Regions from separate parts of the Mus musculus genome. Here region 1 is linked to region 2. Evidence: chromatin contacts called from public promoter capture Hi-C data. All regions are on one chromosome and are shown on one strand. Each heading gives the region's core, a stretch centred on a gene start, on an enhancer-like site or on the middle of the called end of the contact. The rest is flanking DNA. Distances are from core to core; before and after follow the strand shown.

The links. Capture Hi-C pulls out chosen DNA fragments and counts their contacts.
Region 1: a promoter capture Hi-C map of liver shows a contact between it and region 2, with 5 times the contacts expected there. The contact joins the promoter of Faf1 here to the promoter of Magoh in region 2. A contact is called at or near these places in 1 of 39 promoter capture datasets (pre-B cells), 3 of 484 Hi-C or Micro-C datasets (CD4 T cells, CD8 T cells and regulatory T cells) and 2 of 9 other capture datasets (adipose tissue and liver).

Annotation. Positions count from the first base shown.
Region 1 is chr4:109,675,003-109,679,995 of GRCm38.p6, reverse strand. Faf1 (Fas-associated factor 1) reads right to left here and starts at 3,369. Exons shown (of 19, transcript NM_007983.2): 1 at 2,924-3,369. The coding sequence starts at 2,968.
Region 2 is chr4:107,877,808-107,882,881 of GRCm38.p6, reverse strand. Magoh (mago homolog, exon junction complex core component) reads right to left here and starts at 3,127. Exons shown (of 5, transcript NM_001282737.1): 1 at 2,937-3,127; 2 at 1,931-1,989. The coding sequence starts at 3,024.

The sequences.
Region 1 (4,993 bases), core at 2,120-4,619, 1.8 Mb before region 2:
CTAGGCTGGGCAGAAGAGAAGGGGTGGAGCAAAGGTTTCTAGGTGTAGGAGGGTCTCAGACAGGGACCATGAGGAGAGAGGAGGAAGGAGGAAGAGGGTGTGGTAGGTGAGCACATGATCCTAAGGCTGGCCTGCTGGAGTAGGAGCAGCCCAGGCTGAATATGGCAAGTGGTATCTCGGGGTTATAGATAGCAAAGTAGGCAAAATAGCATAGAGGGTTGATATCTGTCCAATGCTGGTGCTTTTATTATAAAGTTTATTATAAATATAGAGGTTTATTATAATACTTATTATAAAAATTTTGTGTCTTTTATTTGGGAGCTAAATGATCTAAGGGGTTGCAGAAACCCCCTTATAATATTTACAACACTGTCTCAAAAACAAATTGTGTCCTTTCTAAGAGCATGCTAAGCTCTCATATCATTACTAATTCTCAAAAGCACATAAAATAAACATAATTTTACTACATTCATTTTTGGGAAGGTACTCAGCTAAACAAGTAATAACTAAGAATCTACATGTCATGTCTTATGTTTGTGTGTATGTATATATGGGCATACATGCATTTTTGTGTGTATGAATGTAATACTACATATCAAACCCAGGGCCTTACATATGCTAAACTAGACAGTGCTTTACCACTGAGCTACATTTCCCACAGCTGCATGCCAGGACTTGTGGTATAATCTTTACAATAAGTTTCTTGATTTTCTTATAATAGTTGCTTATTTTTAAATTAATACCAAAAAAAAAACCTACAATAAAGATTACAATGATCAATTTTTTTTTTTGTTTTTTTGTTTTTTTGTTTTTGAGGCAGGGTTTCTCTGTGTAGCCCTGGCTGTCCTGGAACTCACATTGTAGACCAGGCTGGCCTCGAACTCAGAAATCTGCCTGCCTCTGCCTCCCAAGTGCTGGGATTAAAGGCGTGTGCCACCACGCCAGGCACAATGATCAATTTTTAAAGAAAGACACAAACAAAATGATGCAGTGTTTTAATTGGTGAGAGGATCACAGGTTCCTAAACACAAAAAAGATTAATGTGTTTAAAGTACAGAGACACAGTCTTCTAAATATCTTTTTTAGTATATGAAGGCTGTTCACACCAAATGCGATTAGAAAATTTTTTCCAGTTATAAACAGTGTGCACAATATGGCCTATAAGACCATTCCAATACTATTCTAATAGGAGAAATCTTTGGCTGGAAATGTAGACCAGTGGTAGAGCTTTTGCCTAACATGCACAAAGCTCTGGGTTCAATCTCCAGCTACTGCAAAAGGAAGACATTTTCAACGGGGAAAGAAAGACTGGGAAAAAAATGTTATTGGAATTTAATAATGTGATTAAAAATAGTCATTTTGATTTCCAAACCAAAGTCTTGATGTACCTCAAAAATATTACTCTGCCTCTGGGCACAAGTCCTTTAGCTAATATTAATAGTGACCCAGGTATTGTGGCATACACTCCTATAATCCCAACACTGAAGAAACAATTAAGACTGGCCTGAGCTATATATATATATTGAAACTATGCCTCAAAAAAAAAATAATAATAACAAGCATAGTGACTGACAGAAAGACAGAAATCAACTACAGTTGTTAGAGGTTTTAAAAATTTACAAAATTAAAACAAAGTTATAATCACATTAGGACTAGGATAAATTACACCATTTGTTGCTGTCCTCATCAAAACACAAACTGGGTAAAAACTACATCTAAGAAATGGACATGGTGAATCACACCTGTAATCCCAGTACTGTGAGAAGCTGGGGTAGGAAGACTATATTAAATTAGATGCCACCCTGGGATGCACATAGGGAGACACTAAGATAAAGAACTCAGGCTATTCTAAAGCCTACAAAATGCCATGGCCAACTCTTCTTTTTAAAAGCATCCTTTTTTAGTTTATATGTTGCAGTATAATCAAAAAGTATATATAAGCATATTCCTAGTGTGCCAGATAACTACTAGAAAAAAAAACAGAGCAAAATCTTGGAAAATGGTCACCAAAACACTAAGTAAAAATGTAGTACTACCTACAGAGACTGTGAAGTAAAGTCAGTGTGGGAGAAAATCTGCCTTTATTTGAAAAATATAATTCCAAACAATATGTGTATGGCACTAAAATGTGTTTTTTCAGTAAATATCAAGGGGCAAAGAAAATATTCACAGTGTAGTGTTAATAACTGCAAGTCTTTCCAGATGCACACAGCTCTCCTTTCAAAGGGCCTCCCTAGGATACTTACATGCCAGGATTACTACAGGAGGGTTTGGTAAGGGAACAATCTTTACTTTGAATTAATTAATTAAAGGACACCAAACAATTGAAGTCTGTAAGGGAAAGGAATCTGCAAATGTGGACGGGTTATTAAGTTTGTGAATTCACTGCAGAGATACATCCTGCCTCTCTGCCTCCTTATTTTCTACCCTCCAGATTGCAATAAGGCCTCCAGCGTCTCAACTGCCTACCCCTCTTTGAAAAGGACCACAAAGCCCGACTAGTCTCATCACCTCCTCATCACTCTACCTTTTCACTCTCCACTTCATACAATACACCACACCCATAGCAACACACTCTCCACACCACACATCACTGTCCCCTCATGGAATAACCCAAACACCCCACAATTAACCCACATTCTACACATGCCTCATAAGACTGAGAAAGAGCCCACATACATAGTAACCCCCAAATCACTATATCCCCAAACGTAAAAATATCATTCAACACAGAGAGAGAGAGAACATATGAAATACATGTTCCCCAAGGTTCACAATATACACACATCCTGAGCCACGTAGGGTAGAAAAGCCCACACTACAACCACTGCGGTGCTCAAACAAACGCTGGGAAGAGGCCACCGCGCTACCACCCCGAGGCGCCAAGTTGGAGGTGGGAAGCGAGCAGAGCCAGACACTTCACCTGAAAATCCGCAAGGATCATCTCCCGGTCCATGTTGGACGCCATGGCGGCCGCCGAGCTCCGCGGCTCCGGGAACGAAGCGCGCACCTGGGAGCGAGACGGCGCCTCCTGCGGCCGAAGCTGCGGCCGCCGCCGGGTGGCGAAGGGCTGGCGGGCGAGCCGGCGGGAGGGCCGGCGGACCGGCGGGCGGGGCAGCGCGGGAGACTAGGTGCTCATGCACTCGGTAACCTTCAGCCGCCCTGAGCCCGCCTGCGCCCCGCGGAGCCCTCGCCGCAGCTGCCGGGACGGGGAGGCTGGTCTCGATGCCGGGCCGGTCCTTCCGTCGCCGCCTGGGAGGAGGACAGGTTGCGACAGCGCGCGCCCGGCTCCCTCCAGCCACGGCAAACCCGACGGGGGCGGGGAAAGCGAGAGAAGGAGCAGGCGGGCCAACGCCACAGCCGCCTCCGCCTCCTCCGCTTCCTCCCCGGCCGCCGCCTCCGCCCCTGGTTGGCCGGCGCCTGGGCTGTCGCACATTTTGCCTGTCATCGAGGTCGCAAAGCGGCGCTTTGCGGCTGTCACGTGACTGCCCTCCTGTCAAGCGCTTTGGCGCTCGGCTTGCGGGCGGGGTCGCCGGCCTGTGTGGCAAGGACGCCGTTGTGCGTCTCCCCCACCCCCCGGAGCCTGAGGACCCGCAACAGGTTATTCCGGTTTGGGTTGAAGCCTAGGCCTGGAGGTGCGGCCTCCCCCTGGCCGAGGCCGGACTGTGATTCGGCGCCTCACGTGCTTAGTCATACGCAAAGCACCGCCAGCCTCAGCCCAGCTCAGCACACTCCATAAACCGCCTGGCCAGCAGCATTCCTAACATTGTAGGTTTTCCTCTCACCAAAATACCTCCTCGTGGACGGTCTCTCACTCTCAGCCTTATGGTAAAAAGCCGCTTACATACTGTCACTCCCTACCTGGAACCTCCTATTTCTGAGTCTGCAATCTCAGGCACAAACACTGAGGTATCCAGCAGACAATAATATGTCTGGAACATAGAAACTCAGAGGGTGAGGATTCAGACCTCAAAAGGATGCTGAACATTTTTAAGTTGATATTTACGGGAAAATATTTCTACTGCAATATCTACATTTTTAGAGCATTACATGTAGAAAACTTGAGTACACTTTCACATATTTTATTTAAAATATTTTCATAAGTAACGGTATGGTACACTTACTCATAATTTCTGAAGATTTCAACTAATGGTCAGAAATTAGCAACCTTTGTACCTAAAACATCCAAAACCTATATGACAATTTGTAATTGCCATCTAGGCCAAGGAAGGGTGACAATATATTCAATCTTGACACACACACAAACACACACACACAAAGTAGGAACTTACAGACTTTTAAAGGACACATCCATGCCCTGGAAAGTATGTTAAACTCTGGAAATGTTAAACAAAAATAAGAACTGATGAAATCACCATAAAGAATTCATGCCTAAGCTTTTTAAGCTAGGAGTGTATCCATTAAAAAAAAAAAAATAGAAAGACTGAATCAAATATTCAATCCCTTGAATGCAAAGAAGTGTGCTATTTATGTTAAGATCTTGATTTGCTGGAGATGAAACTCAATAGTAGATAGAGCACTTGCCAGGCATACACAGGCTCTTGGTTAGATCCCTAAAACCACCAGGTGGAAAAATGGATTCCATGGTTCTCTTACTAAAAGCAATCTGGCATACAATTCTGTGATAACTTGTATGTTTTTTTTATTTATTTGTTGTATTTTATGAGTGTTTTGCCTTTGTGTGCATATATATGTACCATATGGTGCCTGGTGCCCATGGAGGCCAGCAAGGGATGTGTGAATCCCTGGAACTGGAGTTATGTATGGTTATAAGCCACCATGTGGGTGCTGGAAATAGAACCCTGGTCCTCTTCAATAGCAAGTACTCTAAATCACTGAACCTCCCCAGACCTATAAAGTGAACTTGTTTTAATGTGCAGAATCAGCTAAGTAAGAAATAGAAACCCCTGAGTCTGATGTGCTGATCCATGCCTTTAATTCTAGCACTAGGGGTGCAGAGGCAGGCAGGGCA
Region 2 (5,074 bases), core at 1,878-4,377:
TGAAGAACAAAGTTTGTTTTGGGAGGCTACAGCAATAAGACACCATATAGAACAGATGGGGTCCTCACCACACAACCAACCTGACAGGGCCTTGGAATTCACTGAGAGGTGAATCTATTCTTTGTACCCAGTCTCAGGCATTTTAATATAGCAGTGCAAATGGACAGAGATACACCTTTACTCTATGGCTTGGACATGATTTCAGTGTGGCCTTCCCAACTCCATTTATGTGACTAAAGGTTTGGTCCTCAGGGTGGTACTATGGGAAATGGTATAGACCTTGAAGAGGTGGGAATTAATGGTGGGTTCTTAGATCATTGCAGCATATCAGCAGAGGAATTGTGGGCCTCCAATGTCTGTGTGTTTCTCTCCTGGTGAGAGAGGTCACTGCGTGGCCACACACCCATTCTCACTACTGCAGCGGTGTTTGGATTTTGAACCTCTGGAGTGATGAGCTAAATAATCTCTTCTTTATTTTTGAGAATTTCACTGAGCCTCACTGGCTTCAAACTTGCTATGAACTAATTATTTCTTTTAAAAAGGCTTTTTCAGGCAGAGTTTCTCTGTACAGACCTGGAACTTGCTCTGTATATCAGGCTGTCGTCAAACTCAGAGATTCGTCTCATTCTGCCTCCCGAGTGATAAAAGTCTTATACCATCACCACCACCATTACTGAGTCCAACTTGAATTTCTAATCCCCATGCCTTCAACTACAAAGTCATGGAATTGCAGGTCTGTATCATTCCTGACAATAATCCGGCAATAGCCTCTGTCAGATATATTGTTATAGTGGTAACAGACAACTGATACACCCTGCTGCTTACAGACAAGGTTTCATGCCTCGCAGCCTGGCCTTGGTGATCTTAAACTTCTGAGCTTCTTGCTTTCACCTCCCCAGTGCTGACATATAAACATGGCTACCATGATCAGTTTCTGTGATGCTAAGGATGAAGCCCAGGGCCTCATGAAGACAAGCACTCTACCAACTGCTTCTGAGGAGCACTAGGTCATGCAAACAAACAACCCAAACCAAACAAAGAGAAAAAGATATGATGCTGATTCGGCATAAAATTAACTGCTAAATTGTATGAAGACATACTGTCATATCCTTAATGATATAGTAGAAATCCCAGCAGAATGGAACACATGACCTTTACTGAGATTCAGATATGCCCAAATGCCTATCATTATCTCTTACAAGCAAGAGTAACTATCCTCAGATTTAATATCTAGGCCATGATTTTCCTGATTGAAAGTATGGCAGAATACTTTGTCACATGGGCTTTTTATAATCAGGATTAAACAACATATTGTTTGAACGAGGTTATTCACACTCTGAACCTAGATGGGTTTCCACAGTAAAAGGAGGCAAAATGATTTGCTCATCTATGAGTACGCTGCCACCCCCATCCCCCGCCTTCTTCCACTCCCCAGTGTGTGGATCAGGAGGGGGCTCTGAGGTGGGAGAGTAGTAGTAAATGTCTATGGTTTAGCTCTAAAGAGCGTAATTCGAGGTTGAGACTTTCCCCTGATCCGTTTCCTCTTCAGAAGCAAAGTCAATGCTGTCTTCATAGTCTATGTACTAGGGACTAATATATTTAATTCTATGATAACATTTGGGAGTCACAGGTAGGTTTTCTTATCCTTTGTTTTACAGATGAAAACACAGAGACCAAGTTCAGCCAGAGAACTTGTTTTGAGGTCACATGGTCAGTATGGGGCACACCGAGGGTACAAACCAAGACACACAGATTTCAAACACTTACTAGCTTTTGATTCAGCACTGGGGGGGGGGGGGGAGTGAATCAGAGAAATAATCTAGCTGCTTAGAAATAAGTGCTCGCTTCCTACACTTCATCTTTCATTACCAGAGAGAACATAAGCAATGGGAAACCAAAGGCTAAGTCGTAGTGAAGGAAAGGTCTGTACCTCTTTCCTGATCATGACGTCATTTTTGTAATTGCTGTTGTTGGCGTATCGCAATTTACCTTCGGAAGAAAAAAGAAAAAAAAAAAAGAATGCAACGTATTAGAAAACATGAACAAAGCACCATTACCCTCCAAAGAATATGAGCTTTGCCTAAATTATATCGAATGTTTCAACCCATTTCCCAGCTGTGATAGTAGTGTTTTTGGTACTTCACTTGAAACTACTGAACAACAGAAGAAGGACCTGACAGTAAACTAGAGTCCCGGGAAAAGGCTGCCATGATGTAGCAAAAGAACACGTTCTCAGCTGTAAACAGGAATTTTAATGCTATCTTAGCTGCACAGAGAAGAACATGCTGATGTTCAACTGGGTTGGGAAAGGACTTTGAAAACTAAGGAAGCTGTATGCAAGCAAGCACTACAAACACCTGTATAGCGAGGCTCTTGACTAACATCACCCCCTACTACTGTCTCTCAGTCACCCCAGTGACCACCTGGATATGTCTGGCTCTTTGAGGTCCTATGACACTTGCTACTCCTGTAGATGCTTTTCTTCCTGTACTTCAAAAATTGATCCCTTTTCAATTACGGCTTAATTCAAATTCACACTCCTCAGACTGCTCTTTAAAAGCGACCTTACTTTTTGATCACTCCACACTACAAGAGATCGCTGTGGTTTCTTCCGGCTCTGAAACACATGTTCCACGAGAGGGGAAAATTTATTTTTGTTGCTCTGTCCCCAGACTGGAAAACAAACAGCCCATTCTCAGATGGACATTAAATCTTTGTTGAATGTAAGCAACCTGGCTTTTTAAAAAGCTACGAAGGAGAATCGCCAGCGGATGAAGAGAAAGAACCAATGAAGCCGACAAAAGAATGCCTCTTTCACGACCCAACAGCACGGTGGTCGGCGTCCCTTGCTTCGCTTCGCCACATTCCGCAGCCCGCCTTCTCTCCGCCCTCCCCGGGGCCGGTCCCACTGCCCGCAGCCGGGAGGCCGCTCTTACCGTCAGGTCGGAATTCAAACTCCAGGAACTCATGACCGAACTTGCCTTTGTGGCCCACGTAGTAACGCAGGTAAAAGTCACTCTCCATGCCTCGCAAGGGACAAGGAGGACGGAACTTTAGGAACGGATGACACTACCACGGCCTGCGGTCTACGTCTTATACTGGCGTAATGGTGGCGCGCGGAAATGACGTCTGCCACCGCGACACTAAGAGTTTCTCACTCTCCGGAGGCGGGAACGAGATTACCACGCCCCCTCCCCTAGACGCTGGGTCAAGATCGCCACGCCCCCTTGGTTGTATATCGAGAGTTCTGGAAGATCTTGGGATCCGAGAACTGCATCTGGGTTTCAGCCCAACACTGAGCGCTAGAGTCCTGTCAGGCGCAACCTCAATTTAAAGAGACAAGTGAGTCGAACGAGGTTATTCACACTCTGAACCTAGATGGGTTTCCACAGTAAAAGGAGGCAAAATGATTTGCTCATCTATGAGTACGCTGCCACCCCCATCCCCCGCCTTCTTCCACTCCCCAGTGTGTAGATCAGGAGGTGGCTCTGAGGCGGGAGATTAGTAGTAAATGTCTAAAGAGCGTAATGAGAGTTTGAGACCAGTGGCTGCATACTAAGACCCTGTCCCGAAAAATAAAGTTGGCTTTACTTAGCTGTCTTTTAAGAATGACTCCTTTCCCATTCCACAATGTTGCCTGAAACTTGCCTGCATTTAGCTAACATCCCTTTCTGCTATTTCTTTATTTTACGTGTAGGCAGAGTACTGCTACCTGATCCAGACTGACCTGAAACCACAAACCCTCCTACCTCATCCTCACGAGGGTCACCACTCATGAACGAGTTGCCTTTCATTCTTCCCTTTCAAGCTAACATGTCTAGATAGGTGTTGTGGGTCGGTTAAATGAATGTTGGATCCCTACTAGGCTTTTTTGTCTTGTTTTGTTTTGTTTTTCGAGACAGGGTTTCTCTGTGTAGCCCCGGCTGTCCTGGAACTGACTCTGTAGACCAGGCTGGCCTCAAACTCAGAAATCCACCTGCCTCTGCCAAGTGCTGGGATTAAAGGTGTGCGCCACCACCGCCCGGCTCCTACTGGTCATCTTATTTAGCAGCGATTCTCAGCCCTAGCCACATGCTGACAGAATCCAGTTTCACTGAAGCCTCTAAAAAAATACCCAGGTGAGAACTGGGCATGGTGGCCAATGCCTTTGATCCCAGCACTTCAGAGGCAGAGTGGAGTAGACCTCTGTGAGTTTAAGCCTAGACTGCTCTTTGCATAGTGAGTTCCAGGCCAGTCAGGACTACCAAGTAAGATACACACACACAAACTGAAACAAAAACGAGGTGGGTCAAATGTGGAGACCACTACCCAAGAGGTTCATTTTCAAGAGCCAAAGTTGACCTCTGTGAAAGGTCAAATTTCTGGTGCGGGAATTTTAAGGTCAAGTAGGTGAAATACGGTAAATTCTAGTCATAGAAGATTGACACACGACAGGTGTGGTGGCACATGCCTTTAATCCCAGCACTCAGGAGGCAGAGGCAGGCGGATTTCTGAGTTCGAGGGCAACCTGGTCTACCGAGTGAGATCCAGGACAGCCAGAGAAACCCTGTCTCAAAAAAAAAGAATTGACACACATCGTTACCAGAGATGTCGTCTCACCACTCTCTGCCCTGCCACTGGTTTGTTTCTTGTTCTCTGAGACAGGGTCTGGCTGTGTAGCCCTGGCTGGCCTGAAACTCACTATATTGGCCAGACTGGGCTGGGGTACAGATATCCACCTGCCTTTGCAGGACTCTAGAGGAGTCCTGGTATTAAAGGCGTGTGCCACCACCTTGCCTGGCTCCTACTGCACTTTAGAAAGATCACTTTGGTTGTCATGTAAGCCGACTGGAAAATAGGAAGGCCAGAAGTGCAATTGTTATGGAGATAGGTAGTCGTTAAGGAAATCCATGAAGGTAGTACTGTGGTGGTGATGACCCATGTGTAGGTAGTGGCTGCAAACTGGAAAATGAGTGGATTTGAAGTGAAATACCTTAACATAAAGGGTAGGTGTAATGGCTATTCCTGGTTGTCAACTTGACTATATTCAAAATGAATTACAATCCAGAATTGGAAGGCTCACCTATGGTCCTGA